Linked DNA regions of Gossypium hirsutum: region 2 is linked to region 1. The links are chromatin contacts, called in public Hi-C maps. All regions are on one chromosome and are shown on one strand. The core of a region is the stretch at or near the end of the contact, and the rest is flanking DNA. Distances in the headings are between cores, read along the strand shown.

Region 1 (3,881 bases), core at 510-3,009:
TTACTATGATCTTTTTCTAAATTCTGTGTGTGAATTTAACCTGCTATTATCCTACAAAAAGCCAACGAAAGACCTTGCTGATGTTAATTGCCGGCTTTGGTGCATGCAGCTGAGAAGAAGAGGCAAGAACTCGCTGAACAAATGAAAGAAATCTCGAAAAACATGGAGGTTGGCTGTAATTATTTAACTTGATATTAAAACTTTACCTTTGGTGGATATTTTATTGTTTCTAACCACATATTGTTTTCCTTGCAGTCTAAAAACTAATGATCGTATTCGTACAACTGCTCTGACCCTCTCGTAGTTTTGGTAATCTCTAGCTTATGTACTGCTATATGAATCCATTTTCTGAAATAGAGGGGCGTAATTTGGCACCTCTAATCCACTGGTTATGGTACTGCTGCATGTATTTCAAAGGTGGTTTATTCTCTTCCAATTGGATAATGTAGGAGAAGTTTTCTTTTTGAATATGCAATGATACATATATATATCCCATTTATAATGAGTGATATTGACAAGCTGGTGGTAGTATTATGTTACATGGAACTCGTTGTGATTTTGGATAGTGGCATTTGCTCGTTTCATTCGGTCTTGATGTTTATATACTTTTCCAGATGTTAAATTGATGAAATAAGAGGTTAAAATGTGTGGCTTGTGATTTAAGGTAAGTTCAAAGTCAAATGAACTCTCTCTTGCAGTGCTGGTTGAAGATGTTTGTTCATCATAGGCAAAAGATGTGAGCATCAATGATCATCTCTCCCTATAAACATTTTTGGTAACCACCATTGACTTCCAAGAGATTTTCAGACAAAATAATTCAATTTTATTGTGTTTCGGGTTTCGACTTGATTCAATTGTATGGGATGATGCAAATTGGGTTCGGAGGCGTGGTTGTAGCTGGGTCTTTAATTAAAATTTTCGTGTTTGGATTGAATTAATGTTTGCAGAATTCGGTTGGATTGATTGGTTGAGTTGGTTTTTTTGGTTTTATTAAAAAAGATAAAAATAAAAATATTAAAAAAAATTGATTTCATGTCAGTAGATTTCACGTTCTATTGATTGGATTGGCCTCATCAATCCACACAATTATATCTCTCAACTACTGGTATTTTTTTGTCAATTAATTATAAAAATGTACGAAATTATCATTCAATTATTAAATTTTATCTTTTTTTATTAATAATTATAGATTTTGAAATTTTCATAAAATAACTTTATACTTTAAAATTTTTATGTTGTGTAAATTTAATCTTGATTTTGAAATAATATTTACATATTGTGTAATTTAAATTTTTTTAATAATCTTATTATTCTTTAAGATTTTTTTACTTAAAAAGTTTTAAAAAAATTTATTAGTGTTGAAAATATAAAAAATAAAATGAAAAACATTCAAAAATTCATGATAATAATTTTCATCTTTTCTTCTTTTTAAAAATAACATTCAAAGTTAAGAATTAAAATTAAAATTACATAATTTATAAATATTGATAGTTAAAATTATTATTATGTTAATTTTTAAAGTGGCCACCGTTGACCAGCTAATAAAAAAAAGATAAAATTAAATAACCTAATACTTATTTTGTAATTTTTTATAATTAATTAACTAAAAATAATTAAATAGTTAGTAATATAATTTACCCTTCTAATAAGAACTATCAATTTATAAAAATATAAATCAAGGTCTGTGGTAGTATTTGATTAACCATTATTATTTTTAAAGCTCTGAAAAAAAATCATAAAAAAACACATGGACATAGGCTGTGGGGCTTGGATTCTACTCCAAATCTTCCCAAAGTAGCCCAATACAGCAGGAAATGTGGAGTTGAGATCTAATTAAAATGATGTCTAATTCCCTTTATTTGCAAAACCCCTGTTCCTTTCGTAGTACAGTAGGGTTTATCGAAACGCAAAAGTTGAAGACTGGAAAGATCCCATGGCTACTGCTATTTGGAGAAACGCATCTCGTTTACGAAGCTTTAATCGGTGTCTTTATGCCCGCAGTCTGAGCCAATTCAGATCCTCCATTCCATCTTCAACCATAACCCCCCACTCTCTTTGCGCTCCATCTCTCCCTTCCTTCCCTCCGGTTCGTTTCCCTCCTCATTTCTTTCTTCTCCTTTTGAAAGTTACCCAGAATATCCTTTCAATCTCTCATCTTTCTTTTTTGGTGGTTCACAGGTTATTCCTGTTGGAGCTGAATTCAAATCCTTGGGAATTTATGGAAGGTTTTTATCTAATTCCACCGCAACTCCTACCGAAAATCAAGAGAAATCGTCTTCGTCATCGAAAACCAATTCTGAAGAGACCCAAAACACTGGAGGTTCGCAGCAGAGCAGTGGTAGTGAAGGCAAGCCTGTTCGCGGCGGGGTACTTCAATTTTTATTCCCCTTTTTGGCTTCTTAATTTGTTCTCTTTCTGAAACTTCCCCTTTTTTTGGATTAAAAAGTTTCGAATCTTGTTTTGATTGGATTGGAATTTGCAGCCTGTTTCATGGTTGAGTTTTCTTTTGCTGCTTGCCACTGGAATCGGTATTATTTTTTACTACGACAATCTAAAGAAAAGACATATTGAAGGTACACTTCTATGGTGAGTTGTAAGTTATGTTAAAAGGTTTTGCATTGCTGGGAAAGAGAGCATCACAATAAACAGTTGAGTCTTTAAAAGTTATAACTTGCGACTTCGGGCATCGTTAATGTCATAGTTCCATGGTTCTACAATATGCAAGATAGTCTTTTAAAAGTTGTAACTTGCAAGTTTGGGCATCACAATGTGTTTTTTAGGCTTTATTTAAGAGTAGCAGTGTTGTCAAAATGAATTGAACTTTGGCAGAAAAGAGTTCTTATGGTTCAGCTAGGCGATGAATGAAATGTCTCCAATTTTCAATTACTAATTACTAGTATCATATCACTTTTTCTTTTTCTGCTCGTATTGGTTGAAGACTTGAAGTTTTACTACTGCAGAAATTAGTAATGCTTCAAAGGCTGTGAAAGAAGGACCATCAGCTGGAAAAGCAGCCATCGGGGGTCCATTTAGTCTTGTAAATCATGACGGTAAACGTGTTACTGAGAAAGACTTTAAGGGGAAGTGGACTTTGGTTTATTTTGGCTTCACTCACTGTCCAGATATCTGCCCAGATGAGCTGCTAAAGCTAGCTGCTGCTATTGACAAAATAAGTAAGTTGCTGATAGTTTCACTTGGCCAGAAAATAAAATTATGAATTGTATGTTTAGTTATTTAAAAACTTGCATATCATCAAAGAAACTAATGTGATTCTTTATTTATAATGAAACTAGAATATGAGACAAGAATTTGTCAGGCTAGAAACAACTCAAGTGATCCATTTGTAGTAACTTCAATTTCTATTTGGTGTCTTCTTTTGTTTTCACTTCTTAGAGGAAAAGGCTGGAATAGACATTGTGCCCGTATTTATCTCTGTTGATCCTGAAAGAGATACTGTTGAGCAAGTACGTGAATATGTGAAAGGTACTTCATAGTATTTTTTTGAAGTATTTTGGTCAATTTGCTTATGCAACTGTAATTTGGTTCATCGAAACTTTTACCTGTAATTATTTTCCCACTTTTGCAGAGTTTCATCCAAAATTAGTAGGTTTAACTGGTACACCGGACGAGATAAAGAAAGTTGCTCGTGCATATCGAGTTTATTATATGAAGACGGCAGAGGAAGATTCAGATTACCTTGTTGATCATTCCATAGTCATGTAAGTACTAGCTTTGTTTGATTTGACCTACAATGTTGTTGACTGGTAATTGAGATCTGTATAGTAATAGGCATTGGTGTATGTTGACATTGATGAACACAAAATAGCAGACCTCAAAATAGAAAAAAGATGGTAGTTTACTGGCAAGAGTTGTTTGATTAG
Region 2 (3,881 bases), core at 727-3,226, 310 kb after region 1:
TTCATTAAAATTTTGTGCAGGTTATTAGCCAAATCTGGTTGCTACTCTTAGGGGGCCTTGGCATAGCTGGTTTACTAGACGTGTGGGTAGGTAATTTCAAATAATTTGCTTATTTTTTCCCTAAAAGATATACAAAATGAAGCAGTTTTAATCTGTCTTTATAGGCAGGGCATGACTTCCCTATTGTATTCTACCTCGCTTTGGGAGGATCCTTGCTATCATACATATACTCTGCTCCTCCTTTAAAGGTAGTTAACTTGCATGCGGTCGTTATGACTTATGACCAACCCACTTTCTTCTTATGGAAGAAAATAAACTTAGATCTAACTAAATTTCAAATATGTTGCAGTTGAAACAAAATGGCTGGATAGGAAATTTTGCTCTTGGAGCAAGCTATATCAGTTTGCCCTGGTGTGATGTCATCTATTTTGCTGCTTTTTACACCATATGATTTGAATTCTTTGCTAATTCCTACACGCACAGAGCACCCTATCACAAATTAGGCTACCGTTTATTCATCTATCATGATTCCTATGTAGAATATATCAAATGTTTACTAATATAAGGCTTAAAAATGTCCTGAAGTATTTGATATATGTTCTGGACTGTCACTTTGCTGTCTGATAAGCTTTAATCTTTGCTAATAGGTGGGCTGGTCAAGCATTGTTTGGGACACTTACGCCAGACATAGTTGTTCTCACACTCTTGTACAGCATAGCTGGGGTAAATTTTTTATATTGTCTCGTTCTTGTTGTTGTTTGAGGTCTGGGATTTGACCTATGACAATCTGTTTTTGCTGTATCACTTTGCAGTTGGGTATCGCCATTGTTAATGACTTTAAAAGTATAGAAGGAGACAAAGCTCTAGGATTGCAGGTATTCTTTTATTATCATTATTATTATTAAGTAAATATTTGGGACACTGATGAGTTCTGCAGACCCCTTGCTTTCTTTGATACTTTGAAGAACGGAGTTAATATTTGTATGCTTGTTATGGTTGAGCAGTCACTTCCTGTAGCCTTTGGTGCTGAAACAGCTAAATGGATTTGTGTTGGTGCTATTGACATAACTCAATTATCTATAGCTGGTATGTACCTGGAATTTATATGAGTAACTGAAAGACTTTGAAATTCAATGCATCTTTCTTTATTAACAGCTCACTACACATGTGGTGATTGCAGGTTATCTTCTAGGGGCTGGTAAGCCGTATTATGCACTCGCCCTAGTTGCTTTAATATTTCCACAAGTTGTATTTCAGGTAGAACTATTTCTCGGTACATTGTAGAAACTACAGTCCCTTTCTTACCTTCATAGAGATTAATGCTCATAAATACCCAATATCTATCCACTGCAGTTCCAGTACTTTCTAAAGGATCCTGTCAAGTATGATGTAAAGTATCAGGTAAATTTTACTCAACTACGTTGCTCACTGACTAGAACAGATTAAGGAATAAGGATTTCTACCATAGTTACGACTGTAGGTAAGGAGAAACACAAACCAACTTCCTCTCATCAGTATTTGTCATTCTTACCGTCTCTCACACACACTAATCTTTATGTCTCAATAATTCTACCATCTTATAGTGTCAGTATCAAGAATACGTTACCTTAAATGAGTTAACATGATAAAGGAGTTGCAATTTAATTATCTCATCTCTTGTTTCATATTTATCATCTAAGTTTGTTGTTGTGTTTCAGGCAAGTGCACAACCATTTCTGGTTCTTGGTTTACTGGTGACTGCTTTAGCAACGAGCCATTGATGAAATATAACTGGTGGAGGACAAGTAAGAGATGAAAGGAAGTTGATGAGCAGAGTAAATTGTGATCGAATGAAGCAGCAGCTAGCTTTTTTGACTCAAAATGTAGTATTTAAATTGTGAGCTTCCACAAATCCAGTGACTGTTCCTTCTTGGTTTTCCAAGTGATAATATAGAATTGTCCAATTCTTAATGCTTCTTTTTTTTTTTCCTCACAACTGCCAATTTTCTCTTATTCCAAACGTACTTTTTTTGCCAATCAATTTTTTGTCTAGGTAAGTTTCTAGAAAAGTGTTTGCAAAAAGCTATGCTATAGTTGCCACTAATGCAATGGAACTTTCTATTCTGATAGTTTTTAGAAGAAAGAAACAATGAAAAAACAATGGAAGAGTAGAGGAAAATATCAATAGAAGAAATCTGCAGTTTATTGCTTTCACAAGCTCTATATTTATAGTACTTGGAATGACTGAAAAATCAATAAAAAATGTAATCTTGGCTACCAAATCTGATTCACTGGAAATCAGCAATAAACCAACTAATTCCTAAAGAATAAGAACAACTAACAATAATTGGCTAAGAATTTATTCAATTAAAAAAAAAAACATGCAATTTAAAATAAACATTTTTCCAACACTCCTCACTTTATGAGCTGCAAGCTCAAATTTTTTGTCTGAGAAGCTCAAATTTGCTAACTAGTAAAGGTTTGGTAAAAATATCAGCCAGTTGTTCCTTCTTGCAATAAATAGAGTTATATGTTCATCTTTTTGCTCCTCTCTCAGGAAGAAAAGCTTAGTGTTGACGTGCTTAGTTTTCCCCTGAAATTCCCCTGAAAGACAGGATTGTGAGAGATTGCTATTGCAGCTTGTTGTCCACGAACACTTTAGTACCTTTGGTCTGCTCCAGATGTAAATCACCCAAATTTTTCCTCAGCCGCAATGTTTGATTTACCATTGCTGTTGCCGCCACGAACTTTGCTTCTGTAGTAGATTGAGGCACAATATTCTGCTTTTTTTGAACACCATGAGAAAATTCTAGAGCCGAGACTAAAACAGTACCCTGACCCCGATCACTATGAGAATACCCAACTAGCTTCATACTTTGACTCTTCTGATACTTAGCTCCATAGTTGATGGCTCGTTTGATGTACAGCACATTGGTGCACCTCACTAGCACAATGCATGAAGACAAAAACACTTACAACATACAATATATCAAGTCTGTAATACACTAAAAACCGAATGAAACTTCTGAAGTATGTTTCTTCCACTTTTTCAGCTTCATCATCTTTTCTTAGTTCCGTTTTTTTGTTCTTGGAGTACTCATCTCTCTACAATCTTCCATCTTGGACTTCTTGAAAATCTCCTTTGCATACTTGGTCTAACAAATGAAAACCTACAGCATGTTTGGTTTAGTGTAATGGCTATGCCATTATAATCCTATTCCGTGGGCCCACACTAAACACTTGTTTGGTTCAATGGAATGCCCTATTACGGGCTTATTCCATTACGCGCCTATGCAAAGAAATTGTCTTATTTCTATTCCGTTTCGTCAGCACCGATTACTGATTCGGTGTTTAAGGAAACGCTCAATACAAAGACGCTCCCCACTTTGCCCTCTCCCCTTCTCCCACTTTCTCACTTGAAAAAAGCAGACGGACAATCCTTCATCGCAGGGCCAGGTAAAACATTTTCTCCCTCTGTTCCTTCCATATTCCTCTCTTCCAAATTTTCAGCCATCTTTTTTCTGCTTTCTTTTTTTTCTCTCAATAGAGTTTTCTTTTCCTCTCTTCCGTTTCTTTTTCTTGATCTGTAAAATTCCATCTATTGCTGGAAAGAGCAAGAGGGTTCTTAGAGGGGGAATTGAAATCTAAATCGAAAACCGAAAATGTTGAGGGTAAACCGAGTGATAAACAGGGCACAAGCTTCGATTTCATTTAGTCAATACCTCCTAAGACATGACCCAAAGATTTCCCCTTCACCTCCTCAACATTTTGCTTCAAAATCATCCATTCGATTCTTCGATATTTACACGGCAATTCCTCCATTTCCCCCTTTTTAACTCTAAAATATTTGATTTTTTAAGTTATAGTTCTTTTTAACTTTTTGTCTTGTGTGTGCAGCTTGC

What was found. A called contact is a pair of places that touch in the nucleus more often than the background predicts.
Region 2: a Hi-C map of leaf shows a contact between it and region 1, with 3 times the contacts expected there. The contact joins the promoter of LOC107931249 here to the promoter of LOC107948946 in region 1. A contact is called at or near these places in 9 of 34 Hi-C or Micro-C datasets (callus, hypocotyl, leaf and 1 more).

Annotation. Positions count from the first base shown.
Region 1 is chrA04:77,596,025-77,599,905 of Gossypium_hirsutum_v2.1, forward strand. It overlaps LOC107948946 (protein SCO1 homolog 1, mitochondrial), which reads left to right and starts at 1,760. Exons shown (of 7, transcript XM_016883621.2): 1 at 1,760-2,086; 2 at 2,179-2,367; 3 at 2,483-2,573; 4 at 2,961-3,173; 5 at 3,394-3,483; 6 at 3,587-3,719. The coding sequence starts at 1,934. It overlaps LOC121203000, which reads left to right. Exons shown (of 6, transcript XM_041111412.1): 4 at 110-168; 5 at 256-309; 6 at 699-934. The coding sequence ends at 267.
Region 2 is chrA04:77,907,946-77,911,826 of Gossypium_hirsutum_v2.1, forward strand. It overlaps LOC107931249, which reads left to right and starts at 1,977. Exons shown (of 5, transcript XM_016863093.2): 1 at 1,977-3,435; 2 at 3,877-3,881. The coding sequence starts at 3,237. It overlaps LOC107931248 (chlorophyll synthase, chloroplastic), which reads left to right. Exons shown (of 15, transcript XM_016863082.2): 7 at 21-86; 8 at 165-248; 9 at 350-411; 10 at 648-723; 11 at 813-875; 12 at 1,005-1,086; 13 at 1,181-1,257; 14 at 1,354-1,401; 15 at 1,698-1,950. The coding sequence ends at 1,760.